Regions from separate parts of the Sus scrofa genome. Here regions 2, 3, 4 and 5 are each linked to region 1. Evidence: chromatin contacts called from public Hi-C, HiChIP or PLAC-seq and promoter capture Hi-C data. All regions are on one chromosome and are shown on one strand. The core of a region is the stretch at or near the end of the contact, and the rest is flanking DNA. Distances in the headings are between cores, read along the strand shown. Region 1 holds the start of EEF2 (elongation factor 2). Region 2 holds the start of TJP3 (tight junction protein ZO-3). Region 3 holds the start of APBA3 (amyloid beta A4 precursor protein-binding family A member 3). Region 4 holds the start of ANKRD24 (ankyrin repeat domain-containing protein 24). Region 5 holds the start of CREB3L3 (cyclic AMP-responsive element-binding protein 3-like protein 3).

The links. Promoter capture Hi-C pulls out the DNA fragments that hold promoters and counts their contacts. Hi-C and Micro-C count contacts between places; a contact is called where the count stands out from the background. HiChIP or PLAC-seq counts read pairs in DNA pulled down with a chosen protein or histone mark.
Region 2: a promoter capture Hi-C map of fetal skeletal muscle shows a contact between it and region 1, with 3 times the contacts expected there. The contact joins the promoter of TJP3 here to the promoter of EEF2 in region 1. A contact is called at or near these places in 2 of 5 promoter capture datasets (fetal skeletal muscle and liver) and 2 of 47 Hi-C or Micro-C datasets (fetal skeletal muscle and heart right ventricle).
Region 3: a contact with region 1 is called in a Hi-C map of liver, with 4 times the contacts expected there. The contact joins the promoter of APBA3 here to the promoter of EEF2 in region 1. A contact is called at or near these places in 2 of 5 promoter capture datasets (fetal liver and liver), 7 of 47 Hi-C or Micro-C datasets (alveolar macrophages, embryonic fibroblasts, fetal heart ventricle and 3 more) and 2 of 2 datasets of contacts at active chromatin or transcription factors (alveolar macrophages and skeletal muscle).
Region 4: a promoter capture Hi-C map of liver shows a contact between it and region 1, with 6 times the contacts expected there. The contact joins the promoter of ANKRD24 here to the promoter of EEF2 in region 1. A contact is called at or near these places in 4 of 5 promoter capture datasets (fetal liver, fetal skeletal muscle and liver), 17 of 47 Hi-C or Micro-C datasets (alveolar macrophages, blood, brain and 11 more) and 2 of 2 datasets of contacts at active chromatin or transcription factors (alveolar macrophages and skeletal muscle).
Region 5: an H3K27ac HiChIP or PLAC-seq map of alveolar macrophages shows a contact between it and region 1. The contact joins the promoter of CREB3L3 here to the promoter of EEF2 in region 1. A contact is called at or near these places in 1 of 5 promoter capture datasets (fetal liver), 1 of 47 Hi-C or Micro-C datasets (embryonic fibroblasts) and 1 of 2 datasets of contacts at active chromatin or transcription factors (alveolar macrophages).

Annotation. Positions count from the first base shown.
Region 1 is chr2:74,745,275-74,747,823 of Sscrofa11.1, reverse strand. It overlaps EEF2 (elongation factor 2), which reads right to left and starts at 1,283. Exons shown (of 15, transcript XM_003354002.5): 1 at 1,133-1,283; 2 at 1-110. The coding sequence starts at 1,135.
Region 2 is chr2:74,970,146-74,972,694 of Sscrofa11.1, reverse strand. TJP3 (tight junction protein ZO-3) reads left to right here and starts at 1,264. Exons shown (of 21, transcript XM_005661351.3): 1 at 1,264-1,511.
Region 3 is chr2:74,928,810-74,931,358 of Sscrofa11.1, reverse strand. APBA3 (amyloid beta A4 precursor protein-binding family A member 3) reads right to left here and starts at 1,282. Exons shown (of 14, transcript XR_002341692.1): 1 at 1,136-1,282; 2 at 1-517.
Region 4 is chr2:74,567,122-74,569,670 of Sscrofa11.1, reverse strand. ANKRD24 (ankyrin repeat domain-containing protein 24) reads left to right here and starts at 1,269. Exons shown (of 23, transcript XM_021084071.1): 1 at 1,269-1,996. SIRT6 (sirtuin 6) reads right to left here and starts at 1,132. Exons shown (of 10, transcript NM_001114273.1): 1 at 1,058-1,132. The coding sequence starts at 1,123.
Region 5 is chr2:74,586,986-74,589,534 of Sscrofa11.1, reverse strand. CREB3L3 (cyclic AMP-responsive element-binding protein 3-like protein 3) reads left to right here and starts at 1,266. Exons shown (of 10, transcript XM_021084084.1): 1 at 1,266-1,420; 2 at 1,939-2,067; 3 at 2,525-2,549. The coding sequence starts at 1,939.

The sequences.
Region 1 (2,549 bases), core at 34-2,533:
GAGTCCGTCAGAGTGGACTTGCCATGGTCCACGTGGGCAATGACGGACATGTTTCGGATATTAGCCTTCTTGTCCATGATGGCCCGGATCTGGTCTACTGTGAAGTTCACCTACGGGTGGGGGGAGGAGAGTCTCAGAGGTGCCCAGCTCTCAGGGAATGGGTTTTGGCACTAAGGCTTTGATCAATAGACACTGCTAGGCTAAGGTCAAAGGGGGTTGGTCCTGGAGCCACCCCAACTCCCACTCAAATCCCCCTCTTTGTTGACATTCTTTTAAAAATGCTTCTCACCACGTTCCCTGGTCCTCACAACTCAAGAATGACAGTCCAGAATGAAAACTGAGAAGTCCCAAAGTGCGACATCTTTCCTTTAAACTGAGTAAATACCGGGGTATCACGGAGACCATTTAAAGAATACTGGAGAGCTGAAGCTCCCCAAGTCACACTGTGTTGCCACTGTGTGTACCTCCAGGCTTCCCCCAACCAAAGAGCCTCTTAAACAACCAAGGTCACCCCTCGCTGCGGGGGTCAGGCAGAGCCACCCACGCCACCCTGGATTCCTTGAATGACACCCGCGGTCAGGTGGGGGGACCTGCGCAGTGCTAACCGGCGCGAGCCTCCACCGCGTGGCCCCGGAATCAGGTGTTCACAATTGGGAAATACAGTAAAGACAAGGGATCATGCCAAGGTTACAGAGCGTAAGATGGGGCGCTACCAAGGGTCTTACTCTCCTTTCCTTTTGCCATTTCCTTGCCGCCCACGACTTCCGACAGAAAATCGAACTCAAACTCCTGGCCCGCGGGTTACATAAGGCGGCTCCCCTCTCCCTGCTCGCACAGCGGCGCCCGCCATTACAGCGTCTGCCACATCATCATACCCCACCGCCCCGCCTCCGCCCCAGCCTCGGCAGGACCGGGGACCCCGCGGGGCGGCGGCGCCCCCGGAAGCGAAGTTCGGTGAGAAGTGCAGCGCGTAGACATGGCGGCAACCGCTTTCTCAGCCCCAGGCCCTCCAGCCCCGCAGCCGCCATGTCTACTCCCGGTCCCGGAGGCCACAGCACTCCAGGCTTGGCAGCGCCGGTCCTGCAGAGGCCCCGCCGCTGCTCCAGGCCGCCCTCTGGACAGCACTGCTCACCATGGTGACGGATGGCGGTGGATTCTACCGGGCAGATCCGAGTAAGGTTAGTCGCGCCGAGGATGGCGGCGACGACGGCGGAAGAGAACGCTGACGTCAACACCCGAGCTTTTATAGGCCGACGCCGGTTGGGCGGGTCATCTGATCGCGCTTCGGGGGCGGGGTGAAGCATCGCTGCGCGCAGGCGCACTGACGCCCTCCCCCCGGGTAACCCCTTAGGCGTCTGCAAGGCTGCTGGAAAGTAGGGGGTCTACATTCAGCACTTAAGATTTTCCCTGGGGCGTGTTTGGCCCCGAGGTGGGTGCACGCCTCAGGTATGCAATACTCCGGTGCAGAAAGGGAAGAGCTCAGCCTTAGCTGAGAATATTACTCCAATCCTAGCACGATATCAATTTGTAAAATGCCAAACATTTGTATTAAAACACATTACAATATGAACAGGGTCTGTGGAATGTGCCAAGGTTAATTTCCTGGATTTGATAGTGTGATGTAAATTGACAGTAATGGGGGAAGCTGGGGGAAAGGGTACTAGGGACCTCTCTGTACTATTTTTGCAACTACGTCTATAATTATTTCATTAAAATAAGATTTTTAAAAAGCAGGTAATTTTTTAAGCACTCATTTATTCCAAAGAGACGGGTTGAGCGTCTCCTATAACAGGCATGGCTGTAGGTGTTGCGGATATAACAGTGAACAAAATACCTACTGTCCCACCGCTGTAAGTGTTCTTACAGTAGATACTCGGATTTTCTGTTCGGTTTTCTTGTCTGTAAAATGGGAGTAATCTGTACTGCCTCACCGGGGAACAGTAAAACTACCGCCATACCTGACACAGTTCTCAATACACGTCAGCTCTTTTTAATTAACTATCATTACTATCAATGAGCACTTATTTCAGGAACTGGTTTGCTGTGTCGCGGGCACAGGGGCTGAACGCTTCTTCACATGCATAATCCCATTTTCTATTTCATTTTCCTTCCAGGGGGAGGCGCAGGAAGACTACTTTGCATTTGTGTCCTAATATGACCCTAAGAAACAATTGTATTTCAGATCTCTGACTGGATGGAATGAGCTGGCTTTCAATTCAGTATCTTTATCCTTGATAAAGAGCCCAACTCAATGCCTGGTACACAGTAGGCGCTCATAAGTATTTCTTGCACCAATTAGTGATATTAGCACAAATTAACCCACTTCTTTCCTTAAACTCATTCTGCCAAAAGAAGGGGGACTGAAGTGCTTTCCCTATGCTAGGAGAAGGGATGATGTACACATGTAAAAAGCCTTGCAAGCTCAGGTCTGGACTTAAGCCCCTCTCGGCGTTCCCGCTGTGGCGCAGTGCGGCCTCGTTAAGAATCCACCGTCAGGGCAGGTGTGGTTTAGGTCCGGAGCTCTGGCTGGGATTTGATTCCTGGTCCAG
Region 2 (2,549 bases), core at 15-2,514, 220 kb before region 1:
GAGCTGTAGCCGCTGGCCTACATCACAGCAATGTGGGGTTCAAGCCAAGTCTGTGACCTACACCACAGCTCATGGCAATGCTGGATCCTTAACCCACTGAGTGAGGCCAGGGATGGAACCCACATCCTCATGGATCCTAGTCGGGTTCGTTAACCACTGAGCCATGAAGGGAACGCCCCCGATTTAAATTTTAAATGACATTTTAAAATGTCTAGCAACTGCATTTTGTAAAAACAAAAACAGGTGAGATTACTGTTAACAATATATTTCGGAGTTCCCGTCGTGGTGCAGTGGTTAACGAATCCGACTAGGAACCATGAGGTTGCAGGTTCAGTCCCTGCCCTTGCTCAGTGGGTTAACCATCCGGCGTTGCCGTGAGCTGTGGTGTAGGTTGCAGACGCGGCTCGGATCCCGCGTTGCTGTGGCTCTGGCGTAGGCCGGTGGCTGAAGCTCCGATTCGACCCCTAGCCTGGGAACCTCCATATGCCGCGGAAGCGGCCCAAGAAATAGCAACAACAACAACAACAAAAAAGACAAAAAAAAAAAAAAAAACAATATATTTCATTTAACCCCATACATTCAAAACTATGATCATTTCTACTGGGATTCCATAGTAAAACTGATGAGCTATTTTACATATTTTTCTGCATCATGAGTTTTCCAAATCTGATTTACCTGCCTCTCCTACATTCAGACCAGCCACCTGTGGCTAGTGGCTAGAAGGTGCAGCCCTACTGTGTGCCCAGCAGAGCTCTCAGCACTTTATGGGTGGACACTCATTCAGTTACTCTAGGAAACAACCCTAGGAGCAGACACCAGTTCCCATTTTTTTAGATCAGGAAACTGAGGGGACCTGAGACTTGCCCAAAACCACCCAGCTAAGTGATAGAAAATTCTCAGTGTAGGAATCCTGCAGGTCATTTGGTGGCAGAGAAGCAGTTTGTGCTCAGATCTGTGGGGAGTGGGGGGGGAGCAGCCCTGCCACAAGCTGCTGGACCACATGCCTGGTGAAGGCACAGCCCCGGCACGGGCTTGGCACGTACAGGTGCAAGGGGAACAGTGGGGAGAAGGGGGAACTGAGGGTATGCCCTTCTTTCATTCATTCCTGAATGTAGTCCCCAGATGTCTCCCAAGCACCTCCCAAATGAGCAAGTCCTTTGCTGATGCCAAGGGCTCAGCAGTGGACAGTGCAAGCAGGCTTGCCATCCCTGGCCTCTGGGCGGGCAGGGGTTAAGGCCAGCAGCTCCCACGTGAGAGCACCTTGCGACAGAGCCACACACCCAACCAGGTCTCTCTCACTCTTGCTGGTTTGCCTGTGCTTGTCACCCTGCTGGTTCTGCCACCAGGCACGGGACTGGCTAGCCTGTGGCCACCACGGGGAGGAAAAGTTGGGCAAACAGGTGGGGAGGACAGAGCTCAAGCCTCAGGTCCCCTCCCTGCCCCCATGCCAGGCAAGCACCCAGGCCCTGGCTCCTGCTGCCTGCCCAGAGGCCACCCAGCCTCCTAGACAGGTGAGTGTCCCCTCCCCCCACTCTGCCTGCTATCCTAAAGGCACTGTCCAGACTGGGCTCCCCACTGCCACGGGGTCCTGGGTCCCCTATCACCTCCCCCTCCCCAGCTCCCCAGGAAGCAGGAAACTGACACTCCTGTGTGGGCATTTGACATAGTTTCTAAGGGATTATCTGGCTGGTAGTTAACTGCCCCTGGCAGCCCGCCCAGGACGCCATAGCCACGGACTTCAGAGGGTCACTGTTGGCTCAGGCAGTGTCGGAGGGCTGAGGGGACACAGGCTGGCCTCTGATCCCAAAAACCTAGGAGGGGAGGCTGGCGGGGAAGTTGCAGGCGAGGCCGCCTGGCATCTGGTGGATATCTGGGCCTCCTGGAACTTAAGAGGGTCCCAAGTTTCCAGACAATTGCATCCTGCCTCCCCCACCCCACCTGCTGCTGGAGTCGGGGGCTGGGCAGGGGGCCAGGGGTTCTGGGGGCAGCTTACCTCGCTTATCTTGATTTCTTCTGGGGGTGAAATCTCCCAAGGGAGAAATGCAGGCAGGGGCAGAAGGATGGTTGTCACAACAGTCTGCAGAGTCAACTGTGGGCAAAAAGCCAGGATGGTCTCCTGGCAAAGGAGGCCCTGGAGAGGACAGGGGTCGGGTGGCAAGAGCTTTTTCTGGGTCATTTTCTCCCCAAAGTGCATGACAAAGAGGGCTTCTCAGCCAGCCCAGTGTCTGATTGCACCTCGAGTCTCTGTCCTGGACCAAGAGGGCCCTCTGGGGCTGGGGCAGCATGAGCGTCCCAGTCACAGGGTAGACAGCTAGCCTGGCATTTGGGGTCACTCCCAGGAAGCAGATCTGCTTAAGATCTGGGGTCTGCGGGGATGGGAGGGGATTCATCTTGATTGTTAGATCCCACCCTGCCTGGGGTTTGGGAGAAAAAAATGCATGGAATCTGACCTGGCCTCCGTTTTCTATTCTGTGAAAATGGGTATAAGAGTCACCACATCACGGGGCTGCTGAGAAAATCATACGACGGTTAATATATTTCTGCCATGG
Region 3 (2,549 bases), core at 33-2,532, 180 kb before region 1:
CCCACTCCTGAGGGCCAGCATCTTCCTCTGGGTCCTCAGGGGGCTGCAACAGGCGAGGAGCAGGGTCCAGAGGTTCCTGGGGACACAACTGGGAAGGAGGGCACTCATCTTGCTGCAAAAGGCTCAGCAAGTCATCGCGGCCAGCCTCAGCAGACAAGAGCCCATGGGCATCGGTGATGTCCTGTGAGGCCAGACCATGGCCAGTGGCAATGTGCAGGGGACATGGGGCTCCATCTGGGGACAGGCCCACCAGATCACCTGGCAGAGCTTCAAACTGTTGTACCAGGTCCTGAATATTTAGCCCATCAAGTTCCATTTGACTCAGGCTGCTATGGCCTCCTGGCGCTGGGTCCCACTGGCAATCAGAGGAGAGATCCTGAGAGGGCAAAAGTGTATCCTTGGGTTCCTCCAACTCCATGGCTGGAGATCCTGGAGGAGGTTGGGAGGCTGGAGATCCTGGAGGAGGTTGGGAGGCTGTTAGGAATTCCATGCCAGGACCCCAGGCTCAAGCCAGCATCTGAAAAATAGAATCAAAGATGAGATTTCCTGGGTACCAACCTGTTACTAGGTGCTAGCTGGGTGCTGTTCATACAGGACACACAATGTAATCCCCGCCATACCCTCCAATGAAGGCTTTGCTATGATCCCCATTTTACAGATAAGGAAACTGAGGGCAGAAGGAGCAGTTTTAAGGCAGAGGTTCCCCATCCCTCTCACTACAAACCCCAGGGGATTCTTAGGTACCTGTTACCCCAGACCTCACCCCTTCCACGGACGATGTTCATCCCAGCCCTGGTTCTTCCAAGTCTTCCTCCCCAGACTGGAGACACACCCTTACCATACAGACTAGACAGGTAGAGGTCTCTGAGACCCGGGATTCAAGACCCCAAACTTCAAACTTAATACTAGAGCTCCAATACGCCAAAAAGCAGACTTTCATCTCAAGACCTCCAATGCCATGCTCAAGATTGACCCCAGGCTCGGACCTCGACCTCAGACCCAGCCTGAAGACATAACTTGACTCTAAAGCGGAGAACTAAGTACCTGTTCTCGCTCAGACCCCAGACTCAAGACTTCAGACCTGTGACCTCAGGCGCTGTCCCCAGACCTCGCTCTGCCCCTCCAGGATACTCACGTCCCAAACCGAGGTGGTCTCAACCCACGAGGCCCCCAGGACCCTGCGCCAGAGTTGGTCCAGTCCTGCCAGGCGCCGCCGCTTGCCAATTCCCAGACAGGGCGCCGGCAGATCTGTCCGCGCAGTCCTCCTGGATCACTGGGCATGCGCACGTCCCCGGGGCTTGCTGGGAAATGTAGTTCTGACCCTCCGCGAGGGGGCGCTAGATGTTGGGGCCGCTAGTTTGAATCCCAGACTTCCATTTACCCAGAGTGAAACCCAAGAGCTGGCCTCTGAGGCTTTTTTCCTCAACTGCAATATGGGGTTAAAAAGAACGCTGATTGTGGAGTCCCCATCCTGGCTCAGCGGAAACGAATCTGACTAGCATACATTGGGGACGCGGGTTCCATCGCAGGGTTAAGGGTCCGCCGCTACAGCTCGGATTTGACCCCTAGCATGGGAACCTCCATATTCCGCTTGTGCCCTAAAAAGAAAAAAGAAAAGATGGAGTTCCCGTCGTGGCTCAGTGGTTAACGAATCCGACTAGGAACCATGAGGTTGTGGGTTCGATCCCTGGCCTTGCTCAGTGGGTTAAGGATCCGGCGTTGCTGTGAGCTGTGGTGTAGGTTACAGAAGTGGCTCGGATCCCACGTTGCTGTGGCTCTAGCGTAGGCCGGCGGCTGCAGCTCTGATTCGACCCCTAGCCTGGGAACCTCCATGTGCCATGGGAGCGGCCCAAGAAATGGCAAAAAGGAAAACAAAAAAAAAAAAAAAAAAAGAAGAAGAAGAAAAGAAAAAAAGCACTGCTTGGGAGTTCCCTAGTGGTCTAGTGGTTAGGACTCAGCGTTGTCGCTGCTGCAGCCAAAGTTCAAATCCATAGTCTGAGAACTGAGATTCCGCATGCTGGAGCCAAAAATCAAAAGTGTGGCTCAGCTAGATCTGGCAGTTGTCACTGATGTGGCTCGTGGCTCTGGTTACCACTGTGGTGCGGGTTTGATCCCTGACCCAGGAACTTCCACATGCCACCGACACTAAAAAAGAAAGAAAAAGATGAAGAAATGAGACTGGGAGTTGCCATTGTGGCTCAGTGGTAACGAATCAGACCGACTGGCATTCTGGGCCTCACTCAGTGGGTTAAGGATCCAGCGTTGCTTTAAACTGTGGTGTAGGCCACAGGTGTGGCTCAGATCCTGTATTGCTGTGGTGTAGACTGGCAGCTACCACTCGATTTGACTCCTAGCCTCGAAATGTCCATGTGCCATGGGTGGGGCCCCTAAAAAGACAGGGGAAAAAATGAAGAAAGAAAGAAATGAGACTGGAAAATCCTAAACTAGCGTTAAGAGATTCTCTCAATTCCAGGGACACTGGAAGCAGGGCAGGGACCATACTGTGGACGGACTTTAGCTCACAGTAGGGAGGGTTAGGGTTAGCAGAA
Region 4 (2,549 bases), core at 20-2,519, 180 kb after region 1:
AATTTTATATTGCGTATATTTTATGAGTATTTTTTAAATTGGGGGAAAAATAGTCATTTTCAGTGATGGCTCCCTGGCCACCTGGTTTCAATGCAGCCCTCAGCTCTTCTTATCTGCTTTGCTTTTCTCCCTAGCTCTTACCACCATCTGGTTTCTTTTTATTCTTCTTTCTTTTTTTTTGGCTGCAACACAGCATAGGGAAGTTCCCTGATTAGGGATCCAATCCAAGCCACAGCTCCAGCAAGGCAGGATCCTTAAACTGCTGCGCCACAGCAGGAACTCCCCACTATCTGATTTCTTATACTTATTTGCTGCTCATCTGTCTTGTTCTGTGATGTGGCTCCAGGTTGGAGAAAGTGTCTGGTATAAGGTAAGTACTTGAATGTTTGTGGAATAAAGTGAAAAACACCCAGGAGGGAAGAGTGGGGCTGCACATCATCTAAGAGCTCACTGATGCCTGACTCAGAATGAACGAGCCAGCCTTTGTGGGAGGGGGGCAATCTTCTCCCCAGTTTACAGAAGGGGAAAGGAAACCCAGAAAGAAGTGACCCAGCCAAGGTCTCAGCGTACGGAGGGACTTCTTTTCAGCGTGGTTGGAGGAGTGTTTCTGATACATCCTCCAGGTTCCTCCCCAGGTCAAAACCCTTCCGCATCACCCTTAGTGTCAACTCCCCAGCCTGGCACTTGAGGCCCATCCTGGCCTCCTTCTGGAAACCTCTTTGATCTAATCTGCTCTCTAAGTTTATTTCCACCCCACCCCCCCGCTTTGCCCGGGTAGTGCATTCTGCCTGGATATACATTGGGTGCTCCCTTATCAGAACTTGAAGACCACCCCATCGCTGGTCCTTCCCCGAGTCACCAGCCTAACCGACCCAGAGCTGGGCGTGTTCGCGTCCCCGGCCGCGCTGGGGCGTCACTTCCCGCCCCCTCCTCATTGGGAAGTCCCTCCCATTATCTAGCCTCAGTGTCTCCTGCTATTCCCACAATTCCCCGCTGCCGGTAGGCCCCGCCCAGCCCACGGCCCTGGGGGTAGCTGTCGGGATCCCGCCGCGCTCACCTCGGGGAGACCGCACTTGCCCTTGTCTGCGTACGGCGACAGGCCAGCCGCATAATTCACCGACATCCTCACCGCCCCAACGGGAACAATAAAGTTTCCCTTGTTGTGGCCGCTTCCGCCGGAAATGGGGTGGGACGGGGAAGGAGGAGCCGCATTCCCATCCACCGCACCTGGCGTCTCCTTCCAAGACGCATGCGCCCCGGACGGACGCTGCGGTCGCCATATTAACTGATGGCAAAGGGAGACCTGCTTCCAGCTTCTGCTTCGTACTGTATGCTGGGCATGTAGCGGGTGGTGGGAAAAAGGCTGTCCAGTGACCGGGCTGGAAACTGGGGGATAGCCGACGAGAGAGTTCTCTAGTCGCCTCTAAAGCGAGGGGCACGAAGATCAGTGCCCTTTTCCCCTTTTCTCACAAATGAGTGAATTGACGTTCCCCTTACTCGCCCTCCACTCTTGCAGAACAGAGCTTGAGAGAAGGGACCCGGGACTCATGCTCCCAATCCAAGGTTCTTTCCCCTGAAAATTTCAGAATTTTCTAAATTTACAAATGTACAGTACCTGTGCGTCGTGGGGGCAATTTGGGGCCTCACTAAGGGAAGGTTGAGGACGCCACTCTTAAGATACTTGGACATTATCTAGGTGGGCGATAATCACTCAGCAGGACAGGTCTCGACTGCACCAAGAAAATGGAGAAACTGCTTCCGGTCACTGGGGCTGGTGGCCTTTAGGACTCATTTAAGAAATGTATTGCACAGCCACTAGGGGGACGCTGGAGAGCAAATGCAGCATTTCATGACCTAGCAGTGGTGACTTAGTGTGACCTGTGTGTAATGAGGGCATTGAGCAAGGAAGGCGCTCTGGCGGAGGCAGCTGACCCAGCCTGGGAGACAACCAGGAAGGCTTCCTGGAGGAGGAAATGTTTCACTAAAGATCTGAACAGTGAGTACAAGTGAGGTGGGGGAAATCAGCCAATTGGGGCTGACAGGAGGTACAGAAAGAGGGCTCCTGGCAGAGGAACAGCAAGTCCAAAGGATGGGAAGAGCAGAAGAGGGTGGCTCTTTCCAGAAACTGAAATCTGCCCAGTGATGTTAGGGAAAAACATCCATGTCTTCCTGCCAAAGCCTGGTGGCCAACAGACAGGCCCACTGCCAGTCTGTCTCCTCCCTCTGCTCATCCCCTACCATTGGGGGTGGCTGCCTGTTCAGAGCTGATCAGGTGTCAGAGCTGAGTGCTGGGAGCTGCTGGTGTGAGCTGGTGGCCCCGCTGGAGCAGGTAACCAGAGCCGGCAGTGGACACGGTGGCCTGGTGCTGGAGTCAGTGGAGCTGCAGAAGGTAGGGGCAGAGGAGATGAGGGAGGCCTGGGCTGGAGGCTCCCCTTAGGGCCTCAGGCCCCTTGCCCCTGGGCACTGGCATATGGGAGAATGGAGGGCTGGTGTATGCCCCAGTTATGCTGAGGCAACAGGCACCCAGACACACACACACACGCACACAC
Region 5 (2,549 bases), core at 17-2,516, 160 kb after region 1:
CTCAATAGTAAAAGCTGATTGAGCATCCCCTGTGTGCCATGCCTTTCTAGATGCTGGGGATCCAGCCAACAATAAAAGAAGCTCTATCCTAGCCCTGAAGCGCTCACATGAAGGGGTGGGGGAGGAATGAAGGATGAGGATAGGCAAGGAGACAAGAAAATTTTAGAGGAGTTCCTATTGTGGCTCAGTGGGTTATGAATCTGACTAGTATTCATGAGAACATGGATTCGATCCTTGGTCTCACTTAGTGGGTTAAGGATCCGGTGTTGCTGCAAGCTGAGGTGTAGGTTGAGGATGCAGCTCTGATCTGGCATTGCAATGGTGTGGCATAGGCTGGCAGCTGCAGCTCTGATTTGACCCCTAGTTTGGGACCTCCCATATGCCACAGTTTCGGCCCTAAAAAGACACACACACACACACACACACACACACACACACACACACACACCAGGAATTCACCTGGGGTGCAACGGATTAAGGATCCAGCCTTGTCATTGCAGTGGTTCGGGTTCACTGTGGTACAGGTTCGATCCCTGATGGAACAGGGATCACTCACATGCTGTAGGTGTGGCCAAAGAAAGAAAATGAAAATTTCAAATAGTGAAAACAGCGATGTGACCTTCCTCTCTGATGGACGGTCAGAGACAGCCTCTCAGTTGTCTGGGCTGAGATCCATGAGAATCAAACATTTATGAATAGGTGAACACAGTGTCAGAGTCAGGGTGAAGGGGATAGGAGTTCTAGGCAGAGGGAGCAGCCAGTGCAAAGGCCCTGAGGTAGATAGATATACATGTAGCTCCATAATATTTATTGAGAATAAATGAATGATAGAAGATTCTAGAAGGAATTGATCACTTTGGTTTGGCCAGAACTTGCTTGGGGGTTGGGGAAGGTAGAGGGTTGCCAGCTCTGATGAGGGAAGGAAATTCCTGGCAGAGGGAGGGGCTCCAGCAAAGGTCTGAGCTGCACTTGGTTTTGTTCTGTTCTGGGAGTGAATAGGAAGTGGCCAGGGGCTCTGAATGTCTTCTGGAGCTGACATACAGGGAATATGACAAGAAATAGCCCCTGAAAGTAGGGGAGAGGTCATGCTAGAGCTACAGCACCCCAGACTTTGGCCTTTGCCCACTGGCGGCTGGAAAAGTGCAAAACATCTGAGATAACGGTCTCTCCTCCCCTCCCCCTAGCCTGCCCCTGTGTCACTGGTCCTTAACCCTGTCCATCTTGCCTGTTCTCCAATCAGCACCTGGGGGTGGGCTGGGAGTGTGCCAGGACTATTTCAGCATCTTTTAGAGGTGGTAACAGAGGCATAGAGAGGCTGGGAGCCCTGGTGGTGGGATGAGCCTCTAGCTCGGAGCATACCAGAAGTCGGCTGGAGACAGAACTGGCTGGGCTCGTGAATGGGGATTTAGCCATTGAAAAGGTGAGCCCTGTACAGGTTCATGGGGGAGGGAGGGTTTATGCCAGGAGCCCTCCCTAAGCTTCCAGAGTTGACAGGAACCTCACACCCCATTGTACAGATGGGAAGACTGAGGCCCAGAGGGGAAGACAATGACCAAAATCATGCCTCTCTCCTGGGGTTGCTCTTGGTCATCCTTCCAGGTTCCCCCTGCACTCTAGAAGCAGGAGCTTTGGGCAGGAAGGGAATATAAGAGAAGGCTGGCTCCATTGGCCTCATGGGAGCTGACCAAGCTGATCATCCCCTGGTGTATCTGTCTAGTGCTTTTTATAGCAGTTGGCTCTCAGGCCTGGCGAGTCTCTGGGTCATCCCCACTGCACAGATTTGGAGACTGAGGCTCAGCAAGTGGGAGCAGCAGTCCAACCTGAGGGCTGAGCTGGGATTGAATTGGAGTGGGACAGACCTTACTTATGATGGTGTGTGGATGGGTGGTGGGGAGGGGAGGGGCTTCATGACCCACAAATGTCCCCTCCTTGCCCCAGATGGCTTCCTCTGCCAGTCCTATGGGCCCTATTGACAGCCTGGAGCTCTTGGATCTCCTGTTTGACCGGCAGGACGGCATCCTGAGACACGTAGAACTGGGCGAGGACTGGGGCCGCATCGAGGACCAGGTGATAACATATCGTGGACACCCCAGGGCCAGAGCCAAGACTCTGCTCTGCTCTATGCATTTACCACTCACAGTGCGTGATTTTTAGCACAGCATGTTATTGTGTCAAAACTTTCAGCTCCCCTAAGGGGCAGGTAACATCACCTTTTTCTTAAAAGTGGTGAAACTGAGGCCCAGAGAGGGTTGGTAACTTGTCCTGGGTCACACAGCAGTTTGGAGTTGGGTTCAGACTTAAACTCGGGGCTCATGCCTCAACATGGTTGGATGCTGTTCCCATGCCCCACGGTTGTGCTCAGGCTCCAACAATGCTGGGACAAGAAGCATTAATGCTTTCCATCTTGCAGAAAGGAAAAGCAAGCTCCAGAGAGGGTCAGGGGCTCGCCTAGAGACACACAGCAGTCCAAAGCAAAGGATGAATTAGGCCTCCTAATTCCCACCAGTCCTCTCCGTCCCAACAGGTTTTGCCTGGCCCGGACTCTGATG